2 separate regions of the Mus musculus genome follow, and region 1 is linked to region 2. Evidence: chromatin contacts called from public HiChIP or PLAC-seq data. All regions are on one chromosome and are shown on one strand. Each heading gives the region's core, a stretch centred on a gene start, on an enhancer-like site or on the middle of the called end of the contact. The rest is flanking DNA. Distances are from core to core; before and after follow the strand shown. Region 1 overlaps Rcan2 (regulator of calcineurin 2). Region 2 overlaps Rcan2 (regulator of calcineurin 2).

Evidence for each region. HiChIP or PLAC-seq counts read pairs in DNA pulled down with a chosen protein or histone mark.
Region 1: a contact with region 2 is called in an H3K27ac HiChIP or PLAC-seq map of heart atrium, with 4 times the contacts expected there. The contact joins two enhancer-like sites. A contact is called at or near these places in 6 of 39 promoter capture datasets (the 3T3-L1 cell line, HPC-7-derived erythroid cells, embryonic stem cells and 2 more), 5 of 15 datasets of contacts at CTCF or cohesin (the NIH/3T3 cell line, hippocampal excitatory neurons, large pre-B cells and 1 more), 162 of 484 Hi-C or Micro-C datasets (the 3T3-L1 cell line, 3T3-L1-derived adipocytes, the 4T1 cell line and 83 more), 24 of 115 datasets of contacts at active chromatin or transcription factors (the NIH/3T3 cell line, astrocytes, a beta-TC-6 cell line and 17 more) and 4 of 9 other capture datasets (adipose tissue, embryonic stem cells, embryonic tail and 1 more).

The regions. Positions count from the first base shown.
Region 1 is chr17:44,025,494-44,031,883 of GRCm38.p6, forward strand. All of the region lies in intron 4 of Rcan2 (regulator of calcineurin 2), which reads left to right. Among named protein-coding and RNA genes, the nearest start is that of Gm34857, 15 kb to the right of the region's middle. Within about 2 kb of position 1,263, at least 87 of the 459 cell types and tissues checked have an H3K27ac peak or open chromatin away from gene starts, as enhancers often do. A contact at or near this core is called in heart atrium, where this site is marked.
Region 2 is chr17:43,879,790-43,885,852 of GRCm38.p6, forward strand. The region is part of intron 2 of Rcan2 (regulator of calcineurin 2); the gene reads left to right. Among named protein-coding and RNA genes, the nearest start is that of Rcan2, 81 kb to the left of the region's middle. Within about 2 kb of position 3,417, at least 2 of the 459 cell types and tissues checked have an H3K27ac peak or open chromatin away from gene starts, as enhancers often do. A contact at or near this core is called in heart atrium, where this site is marked.

The sequences.
Region 1 (6,390 bases), core at 13-2,512, 140 kb after region 2:
AATTTCACACAAAGGTTTTTTTTTTTTTTATCATATTTACACCATCCCTCCCCATAATCTTTTTCAGGTCTACTTTTGTGTCCTTTAAAAAAAAAATCCTCAGAATTCAATTTTGTCCTATTCTTATTCTCATAGATATAAGACTATCCTCTGCAACACAGTCAAGCTACCAGGGCCCACACCCTTAAAGAAGATAGATCCACCCTTTCCCAGAAACCACCACGCGTTCATAGCCTCCCTACTGGGGTTGGGTGTTCATGATCCCCTTCTCTCTGTATGCTAAAAGATTTCGGCCTTGATCTTTGACGGTCTTGTTCGGGCAGCTACAGCTCCTGTGAGTTCATGAGGACAGAGGTCTTAGAGCATGCCCAGAAGGCACCGGCCCCACCTCATCCTTCCCACTTCTTTCCATCCCTTTTCCCGCAGTGACTCCCAATCTTGGAAGAGGTGGTGTGAATAATCCCTTGTGAGTGAACACTCCACAGGCATTTATTCTCTATACGTTGATCAGTTGTGAGTTTCTGAATTAACCACCATCCACTGGATATACCCCAGGCCTTTCTTCTCAAGGAGGGGCTACATCCCTGCTTTACTAAAATCGCTATTTGGGGCATGGTGCACAGAATTCACTCCCTTTGGCTCTGTTCACGGGCTGTTTACAGTTGCTAAGAAACGGAGGCTCTCTGTGCTTTGTTTAACACTGATGCTGAGGCTTCTGACCTGGTAACGAGCTAGAATTCTTTTTTTCTATTTGTTTTATGGTATCTGCTATTCTGAATTTGAGAAGCGGTATGAGGCTATATTCTTTTGGTAATGTAATAGGAAAGAAAGAAAAAAAAAAAAAAAAACAAAATCCCAGCCCAGCAAAAACAAGTGTATCCACAGCAGCGGGCATAAATGGCACATAGACTGCCAACCGGCTAAATGGGATGCTGATCTGAGCAAATGTGATTTGCCAGCCTTTGTTCTGCTCTCTGGAGGGCACAGAAGGTCATGCTCACTGCCACTGAGAATGCCCACAGGGAGATATGAAAACATTGTCTATTCTCTTCTCCCCTCCTGCTATTTTTAGCTCTGCATAGCGAGATCAATTTTAGTTAACAGCAGAGGAGAGTTTTAAATGGTGCTTCAGTTTCAAGTTGCCCATGTCTGCTATATTTAGATACCCTCCCCCCAACCCCCACGATTCCTACTCTATCAAAACATGTCTCCGTAAAGAAGCTTGGCTGCAGTCACTGCTCAGCACACAGACTCCCTTCAAGTGGAAAATATCTCTCACTAATTAATGTAACTCACAAGGAAGACATATCTATTTCAATCTCTGAGTCAGAGGTAAGGAGAATTCTTTTACAAATATAAATTGGCACTCATACTTTGGGTGTATGGTGTGGATACTGCATGAAGGATCATCCTTAAAAGTATGTTTTGTTATACTCTGCTCTTGGGTTATCTTGTGAATTGGGCCAGTGAGGTGGCTCAGCAAGCAACAGTCCTTGCTGCCTAGCCAGATGGCCTGAGTTCAATCCCCAGGCCCTACTTGATGGAAGGAGAGAACTGACTTCTGAAAGTTGTCCTCTGACTTCTACACACTCTGTGGTACATGCATGTACATCCACAGATCCACAATAAATAAATACATAAATAAATAAATAAATAAATAAATAAATAAATAAATATTTTTGTTTTTGCTTTTGTTTTAAATCTGGTGAACAGACAGCAACTAAACAGCTGTGATTGTCAGTGTTCAATACCCTTCGCCCTTCGTACCTGGTCTTATCTAGCTGAAAAGATCTACCGTGAAGTTGGGCTCTCTTCTTGCTTTGGGATAATGACTGCAACTCAAGGTGTGAGTTTGAGTCTAGACTGCATCGTTTATGTGCTGTATAATCTGAAGCAAGTTCCTTCCCCTTCCATGACGAAACCCACATCACAGTACTGTATAATACGCATTCACTTTCTATGTGACATACTTGGAGACCTAGCCCCGTGCCTAGAATTTAGTAAGTGCTCTGTAACAGTTCTCACGGAGTTGAAGGAGCACACCCAGTTTCCAGGACGTACAGTAAGCAAAGCAGACAGCTGTGCTAAACGGTGGTCAGCTTGATTGAAAAGATGGGACAGTGGGCGGAGTGTAGGGGGAACATTCATGGGTGTGTCGGTTACCACAGACAGAGACAGTAAAAGAGGCCTGCATCACAAGTGTAGGAATACACACAGAATTTACACGATGCTTTGGTCACAACCTGAAGGGACTCAGCACTGAGCGAAGCAGAGCCTCAGCTGCTCTCAGAATGAAAGGAGAGGCAAGATCATAAGGATTATCTGGTGTGGGCTAAAGAGGCTTCTCTTCCATTCTCCATCTTCTCCTCCTCCTCTTCTTTCTCCCCCTCCTCCTTCACCTCCTCCTCCTCCTTCACCTCCTCCTGCTCTTTCTCCTCCTACTTTACCACCACCACCTCCACCATCACTATCATCATCTCCTAAAGGACTTTGGGAACTTAAGCTGTTCCAGATACTGGAAGAGTACGAGGATGGGCTAGAGAGCATGTGCCATTCTATAACTAGGAACAATCTTTGGGTTTAATAGTTTCTTTGCCTTCCATCCTACTGCAGTGATTCCCAGCTGCCCTGGGTGTATGTAAACTTTACACAGGTGATTATTAGCAGATCAGTGCCCTCTGTAAGTCACCCCTATATTTATTGAGGGTTCGCTCATCAGTCTACAACATGACTTCAGTGGGTAATGTTCCTTGCTCTGCAAGCATGAAAATCGGAGTCCAAACCTCCTGCTCCTATATAAACTGCCAGACAAGGCGAGGTATGCCTGGAACTGGGTCAGTACTGGGAAGGTTGAGACAGGCAGATCCTGAGACCTTGCTGGCTGGGTAGCTTAGCTGATGCTGACCTTCTGGTTCTGTGAGAGACCCACTTTCAAAACAATAGTACAGCAAGTGACAACAGCACACACACACACACACACACATACACATAACCACACATACACACACTCTCACACATGCTCATATACACATACACACACACACACTCACACATACACATAATCACACATTCACACACTCATACATACACATATACTCATACATACACACATACTCACACATACACACTCACATATTCACACACATACTCATATGTATGCACATATACATACTCATACACACTCACAGACTCACATACACATTCATACACACTCATACATACACACACACTCACACACATACAAACACATACACACTCATACATACACACACATTCACACTCATATGTACACACATACATGCTCATACATACACACACATTCACATATACACACATTCATACACATACACTCACATGTACGCACATACCCACACACATGCACACACATACATAAATACATACACACATACATAGTCATACATACACACATACACACATATACATACTTATACATACACACACATATACATACTCATATACACACACATACATGCACATACATACACACATACATGTTCATACATACACACATACACACTCATACATACACACATACACGTGCATACATACACACCCTCACATATACACACACATACACTCATACATATACTTACACACACGCATACATACACAGTTATACACACACATGCATGGTCATACACACACATACACTCACACACACTCACACATGTACTCACTCATATATACATACACACATGTGCAAATATCACTCCAATGAGATAATTATAGATACAAAAGATGGTACATTTAAATATTAGAATTGAATGGTTCAGATGACCTCAGGAAAAAAAAATCCAAGATCTCATTAAAATAGCAACTTGCAGTTTTCTATCTCAGACATAGAGGTGTGGAAATGGGTAGGAAGAGAGAGAAGAAAGAAGAGAAATTTACCAATGACAATTCAGAAAATGGAGACCAGTGACTTGGGGAAAAAATGAGTCTGTCTTTGTGATCAGGTTCCATGGTGTCCAGCTAAGCAATAACCTGTGGGACACAGCCTGTATGTCAGTTCTTAGGCTTCTTCATGACCCATGGAGTCAAAGCCCTTTGCAGCAACTGTTTTGTTGCTTGTTTATTTAAATACTGCATGATTAGTTCATCATATATAACAGATTATTTGAGTAGTACTGACCACAGTGACATTCTCCCAAGTGATTAATATCATGCCTCTTGGGAGAGCTTTATATAGTCGGCATGAATTTTTCTTCACCGTATCCTAGGAACACGGGTGCTATCCTCCTTGCCTTGATAAATGCTCAGTTATACAACTTCCTCTGAGTCACGTTATTAGCATGTGATAACTCAGTGTTGCCATCTGTTGTTTTAAGAAGACTAGTTGCTGTGGTGAGGAAAACAGGAAGTTCTCCAGGTGGCTGGAAGTTTCAAAGATGTCACCAGATGGGGTCTTTGTTAGAAGAAACATGTGTGGAAATGCTTCAGAGTCTTATTGAGGAAAGCACCGAGACTGACCAAAAGTGGTGGTAGATGGGGAAGGAACTGAGGAGTACCTGGCTCTAAGGATTTTCACGGAGATGCCTGGAAGGGTGATAGAAAGATCCCATCTTAGAGATGTGAGCATGAGTGTGTATTTAGGAAGATGTCAAGCGGTCAATATGAGGCCTCTGATAAGGGCATCAGTGTGAACAAGTAAGAATCTTCCAGAACAGCAGGAGGTGCTAAGGAACAAAGCATCTACATGTTAAATTGCCATTGGGAAGTCCCTGAAGCAGAGATTCTATCTGTTCCCCATCAGGGCATATGTTAGGGCCTGGTCCCCAAGTGCTGAAGTCTCAGGAGGGTTTCTTCTTCCCTTCATTAATTCAAAAAGGGTTATTATTTTTTCTCCCTACGTATTAAAATCTATATAGCTTTGACTCTTGTTTTAATGTCTGCACCATCTTCTTGCCATTGCATCTCTGTAAGACGCTGGTGTTTACAAACTATAATCTCAGTGAGGAAGTCTAGAGAAAAATGCAGGAGGGGCTCAGTCACTGCCTAGAGTCAAAAGTGGCCTTATGGCCACCCCCCTGTGTCAATTACATTGGAAGGCACTACCACCCAGGACCCTTTCAGGACCCTGCTCATTACAGGTGGGAGGCATCTTGCCTGCAATACAGTCCCTCCTTCTTACCACAGGAACCAAGACATTGTCACCAACCTGATCCCACCCACTCAAGAAGCTAGAGGACAGAAGTTGGGCATCTCTTTGAACAGTAGCCAAGCCTCAGTCAGTGTCTGAGGCCTGAATGAGCATTAGACTCTTGCCCACACTAGATAGTTTTTCATGTGTCTCAGCATAGCTCAAGGGAAAACCCTGACTGGTGCATTTTTGAAGGCTTTTGGCCCTGGCCTCCTTTCTGCACACAGGGGACAGGACAATCTAACGCAGACAAGGGAGCAAGCAGGTGACAGATGAATGCTTTCCTTGTCCCATAAAAGGAACTGGTCTGAATGTCCTGTCCTCACTGCACCATGGCCAAGATTGTCTCCACCCTGGGTGGAAAAGGCTTGACACAAGCTCTTTGTCCCCAACTAAGCCCAGTTGTTCCCTTTGAATAGTGACAGTATTGACGTCAACCCTCATGATGGAAGAATTAGCTGAAGCCCGAGGGGAAAGAGAAGCCAAAAAAAGAAAAATCCAATCCAGTAAAGCTAAGGCTATTTCTTTTTAGTTTGTAGGTACTCAGCAGATGTTAAGCTTTGTGGAATTTTGATAGTAACAAAGTTTCCCAAAATAGCACAATGAGATGTCAGCCTTAATGGGACCACAGCCAGAAAACATCCCTTACTAATGTGCAGCCTGACTTGATTAACATAACTGAAGATGCTTTTGCACCCCACATGAAGAGGCTGCACCAGAGGGGGCCAAACTGCTACTCAGTCTCATTCTGGGTTCTTCTTCCTCCATGCCAGAGGTGTGAATGAGATGTGGGGGAGGGGGAGGCAGGTGGTGCCTTGGAAGGAGTGCCCCTTTATATTAGCCAAGGTAAAGAAAAGACCTAACAAAGGCTAGCTTTCCTTGTGTGCTTCACTGCAGTTGTGAAGGGGTGGGGAAGGAAAAAGAAGAAAGGAGAACGGGAAGAAGAGAAGGGATGGGGAAGGCATGGAAAGAGAAAGGAAGGAAAGCAGAAAGTGGGAATGGAAGATGGGAGGAAAGAAGGAATTAGAGATGGAAGAAAGGGAGGGGAAGGAAAAAAGGAAAAGGAAGCCAGGAATGGTAGAGTATGCTAGAAATACCACCACTTCAGAGACTGGGACAGAAGGGTTACAAGTTCAAGGACAGCCTGATTACATAGTGAGTTCCAGGCTAGCCTGGGTTATACAGTGAGTTCTAGGACAGCCTGGGCTACATAGTGAATTCTAGGACAG
Region 2 (6,063 bases), core at 2,167-4,666:
ACTGTGAGGGGAACCAGGGCCATGTGTGCAGCCTTTGCTTTGTCACAAGCCACCTCGTCTTCAAGTCTCTCCATGACTTTTACTTTAGATCATCTTGTTCCTGAGCAGATTCTCAGTGTGTAGTATTTTACAGTATAGAGAACATGCCTGCAGCGAGACTATAATTTCATCCATTGATTGCTTATGGAGGATGCTGTTCATAATCTGTATTGATCAGTAGCTTCTTGTTACACCCTTGAACTTAGCTGTATGTGGCCTATTGACTGTCCAACTGATCCTGCCAGCCTTCCTCTCTAAGTGCCAGACACGGAGCTGGGGATACGACTCAGTCAGTATGCAAATGTGAAGACCAGTGTTCAACTCACATATAGAAAGCTGGAAGTTGTACTGTGCACTTATAACAACAGTACTACAGAGGTAGAGACAAGTGAATTCCCAGGTTTCACTGGTTCACTGGCCAGTCAGTTAGCATACCCAAATTGGTCAGTTCCAGTTTACATGTTCATCATTTCTAATGAAAATGGAAACCCATTTTTTTTGGCCAGCCTTTGTAGTAATTTACATAGTTTCTATTTAGCTAAATAAATTCATTAGTCTGTTTCCTATTATGGGGGCTGGCGAGATGGCTCAGTGGTTAAGAGCGCCGACTGCTCTTCCAAAGGTCCCAAGTTCAAATCCCAGCAACCACATGGTGGCTCATAACCATCTGTAACAAAATCTGATGCCCTCTCTGGAGTGTCTGAAGACAGCTACAGTGTACTTACATACAATAAATAAATCTTTAAAAAAAAAAAACTCCGAAGACTAGATTACTTATAAAGACAAGTTTACTTAATCCACAGTATTAAGGTCTAAGAGTGTAAATAGCATCATGGTACTGGATCTAGGGAGAGCCCTTCCTGGGTGTGTCATCAAGGTGAATGGCATCACAGTGAAGCTTGCGTGTGAGAGAGATGGGTTGAAAGAGAGCTGGAGGGAGAAGAGATGGGATGGCTCTTCTATAACACCTAGAGGCTCATGAAAACTCTACTAGTCCCATCCTGGGGAAACTTTCTGGAGGATCTTGAACAGTACGACTGCCTCCCAATACTGCCTACACTCATCAAGCTTCCAACACGCGAAGCTTCGAGAGGTATACTCAAGCCGTAGTCAAACCACAATAGCTAAGTTTCCAGACATGCCTAGGTAATGTTCACACTGTGCTCAGGGACAGGACATTGTCACAGATTTGAGACATTTGCATGGATCATGTTCAACATCTTACAGTCTCAGTCGCTGACTGCGTCTTTGAAGTAGTTGCAGCCATGTCCCAGGTTCAGCTTTCCCACGGATATGTAATTAGGGGAGGGGGAGGGGGAGGGGGAGGGGGAGGGAAGGATTGCAGCTAAACCAATAACAGATCCTTGTGTCCTTTGGTAAATGGTCCCTACAGTGATGCGGAAGAGAATGGGCTATGACATCTTCTGGAAGCTTCTGATATTTACTCTCTGAGGATCAGATAGCTCTCTCTGATCCACGTCTTCCCTTGTGGTAAATTATGCATAAGACAACATTCATCATCATAACTGGTTTCAAGTGATGTCAAGTTCACATCTCTAGAACCTTCCCACTATCTAAAATGGAAACTCCGCCCATTAAACAGTGACCCCCCCCCTTCTCCCAGTCCTCTAGACCAGTGGTTTTCAACCTTTCCAGTGCTATGACCCTTTAATACAGTTCCTCATGTTCTTTTGACTCCCTACCATAAAATTATTTTGTTGCTACTTCTAACTGTAGTTTTGCTACTTTTATGATTCACCATGTAAATATCTGTTTGATGATAGTCTTAGGTGACCCCTGTGAAAGGGTTGTTTGACCACCTCCCCCCAAGGGGTTGTGAGCCACTGTCCTAGACTCTGGCAAACACCATTCTGCTTTCTGTCTCTCTGAGTTGGATATCTCTGGAGTCCTCATTTAAATGGAAACACACAGCATGTCTCCTTCTGTGTTTGGCTTATATCGCTTAGTATATTGTCTTCAAGGTTTTTCCATGTGTTAGCGTATGTCAAGATTTCCTTTCTCTTAAAGACTGTATATGTTATTCAATGTGGATTGTCTGCTTCAGGCTCATGTCTTTGAACACTTACTGGCAGCTGGTATGGGACCTGTTTGACAGATCTGAGTTACAGCTACGTGTCTCAGGTTCTTTGTTGATCTGCCAAAAGTTTAACCAAGTCTGAAACTCTTGTACCATGCTTTGCCTGCCATGATGGACTGATGCTCCCTAAACTATGGGCAAAAATAAATCCTCTTCCTCGTACATTGTAACATTGTAGCTTTTTGTAACTCCAGTTCTAGAGGGCCCAATACCCTCTTCAATCCTCCATAGGTGCCAGCACACACACACACACACACACACAGAGCAATAAATTCAGGAAGGCATGCATAAATACACATAAATAAAATAAATAAACCTTTTTTAAAAAGTAATACAGACTCTATATATGACATTTTGCCTATTTTTTTATTGGTCACTAGATCCCTTACGTATTTTTATTTTTTATTTTTTATTAATTTCACTTTTTGACAATTCCATGCATGCATATAATATATTCTGCTTACTCCCTCCCCATCCTCTCTTACCTCCCTCCCCTGCCACCTCCCCACTTAGCCTACCATTCCCCTCTTCTAGGCTCATGACTTTTGATGTTGTTTTGCGGTCTGTTTAGTTTAACTGGGCTATCTGTATGGCGTTGGATTAGAACTGTTCATTGGTGTCTGATGGGGTCATGGGCAGCTCCTGCATCTTTTCAGACAGGCTGCTCTCTGCCATCTTCTCAGGAAGCATAAGCCCCTTCCATGCTGTTTGAGATTTGATAAAAGCAAGAGCTTCAGAAGTGAAGGTCCTTGCCTAAGGTCACAGAGACTAGAAGGAACTCTGAGTGACCAGAGGAGCCTTGCCTTCCTCCAAGGCCTGGCCTTTCCCTGTTGTATTCACATCACAAAACACCAGCTGTTTGGGAGTTTGATTTGATCATAATGAAATGAAAAGTGTAACAGGGATTTTGCCCCATGGAAAAAGCAGATAAACTGACGAACAGCTTACGATCATACTTTCTTCTGATGATTATTGTCTGCATATCTGACTATTTTCCCAATAGCCTTGCTTCACCTGGTTTGGCCTTGTTCAATGATTTACTTTTAGGATAGACTTTTTCACAAAATAAAATAATAATTTACTTCCTGGTAATACTTTTATCTAGAGCATTACCTAGAGCAAACATTTTTTAAATGTATGGATATTGTAGGGAAAGACAATGGATTCCTCTTGTTCCATCCTTAAAAGAGTTTCTGGTTTTTCTGGTTGCAGAAGCCCTTAAGTATCTCAGACATGCTATTTGCTCTCATGGACACAAGGTGGAGACATACCATGTCAAATTCCTGTGGCACACACCATCATTATCAACCTTTTTAGCATGTCTTAATCTCCTTCATATGTGTCACTGAGCATACGGTCAGTTACTGGCAAGTAGTATTTAAGGCTATTTAATGAAAAAGAACCAAAAGAAGATAGATGTAGATAAATGGATGAATAGACAGACAGGTAAGTAGACAGATAGATATGACATATAAATATTTATATACATAGATATACATAGATGTAGATATATAGATATATACATAGATAGGTATATAGATATATACATAGATAGATATATAGATATATACATAGATAGATATATAGATATATACATAGATAGATATATAGATATATACATAGAGAGATATATACATATACAACATATATATAGATATAGATATATAGATATATACATATAGATATATAGATATATATGTGTGTGTGTGCACGTGTGTGTGTGTGTGTGTATGTAGGTAGATAGCATACAGATGCACAGATGCAAAGATGTGAGATGTGTTAGCAGCCAGATGTGTTATACAGACTGGTTCTGTGAGGGTGGATGGTGTGGAGGGTTGCCATGATAGAGTTGATTGCCTTGAGCTAGAGAACCACAAAATCCAGCAGCATAGCCCAGTCATTTCAGGCTGGAAAGCCCCGGATTCAGGAAATATGTTGTTGTTGTTGCTGCTGCTGCTGCTGCATCAGAAGCTGAAAGTCTACGAATCAGGGGGAGTGAAGACAGTGGTTTTCTGTAATTATGTGTGTCCAAAAGGTGGAAAATGTGGAGTTGTATTTGACAATGATGGGAGACGGTGGGAAGCCAACTCCAGGACAGCAAAAAGGAGAGGGAGGAGGGAGAGGAGAGGGAGTAGGGAGAGGAGAATAAAGGTGAAGAGTAAGTAGAGGGAGGGATGGAGGAAGGGAGGGAGGGAGGGAGTAGGGGATTGATTCCTTCATTTGCCTCTTTGTTCTGTCTGCTTTCCCAATTAGATGGGCCATGCATACTGAGTCGAGGCAGATCTTTCTCACTCTAGGCACTAATTTAAACGCCAGCCTCTTCCATAGATGTCTTCCCTAGCATGCTGTCTTAGTTAGGGTTTTATTGCCGTGAAAAGACATCATGACCATGGCAACTCTTATAAAGGAAAACATTTAGCTGGGCTGGCTTACAGTTTCAGACTTTTAGCTCATTCTCATTATGTTGGGAAGCATGGCAGCATATAGGCAGAAATGGGGATGGAGGAGCCATCTTGACCCACAGGCAGCCAGGAGGAGCCTGAGTATCACACTGGGCATAGCGTGAGCATATATGAGACCTTAGAGCCCACCTCCACAGTGACATACTTCCTCCAACAAGGTCACACCTCCCAATAGTGCAGTTACTTATGGGCCAAGCATTCAAACATATGAGTCTATGGGCCCATACCAACCGCCACACATACATAATGCCATGCCATCTCTCTGCTATCCTTATTCTAGTCACCTGTCATACAAAATTTGCCATCACAGGATAAATTCATATAAATACACATCTTAAAAAAATAGGCCAAAGGTATGTTATTGCCTTTAATATAGACTGAAAAAGATATAGAATTTAGAAAGCTTGGCCTGGTGGTACCAGCCTGTACGTAATGCCAGCTGCTTTGAAGTCTGAGGCGGGAGGATCACAAGTTCAAAGCCTGCCTGGGCTACAGAATGTGTTCAGGACTGGTTTGTATAACCCCTACATTAGATAGATAGATAGATAGATAGATAGATAGATAGATAGATAGATAGATAGATAGATAGATAGATGATAGATAGATAGATAGATAGTTAGATAGATAGATAGATAGATAGATAGATAGATAGATAGATAGATAGATATTAACAAGAAAAGGGGAAGTGGAAAGGCATCCCGATGGTAGCGTACTTGCCAAGTGCATGCATGAAGCCCTAGGTTTCCTCCTGACTCAAACAACAACAAGACATAGGTAAGAACTATGAGGGAAAATAATAAAATAGTGGCACTGTTCCTGGCAAGCGACAGACGTCCTATGAGTGGGAAAGGAGGGAGACATGGGTGTGTGGGACATAAGCTCCCTGCGAGATCTGATGCTTCTGTGGCTGCCAAATACACTCTACCTCTCTTGCTCTCTTTATGCATGTAAGTGTATGCAGTATGCATGCATGTTCAAGTGTAAGAGTTTACATGTATGTGTGCATGTGTGTGTGTGTGTGTGCCCACTCATGTCCATATAGAGGCATGTGGAGGCCACATGTTAATGCTGGGTGCCCTCTTCAATTGCTCTTCACTTTACAGAGAAGGGGCATCTCATTGAATCTGAGCCTCCCAGGTTTGGTTACTCCAGCTAGACAGCTTACCTGGGAGACCCCAGCTCAGGCTGTGAGAACTGGATTGTAGGTGGCCTGCCATGGCCACCAGGCTTTGTGTGGTACTGGGAATTCAACACCTGTACTACGAGTGTGTATGTAGGTGCCCAAGGGATTCAGAGACTCAGATTCCCTGGAGCCAGAGTCACAGGTGATTGTGAACCAACTGATGTAGGTTCTGGGAACCGGGAAAATCAGTTCTTCAAGAAGAGCAGCTCATGTTCTTTAACTCCCACCCCCTGAGCCATCTCTCCAGCTCCAGAGTCTAGTCTTTTTTTTTTTTTTTTTTT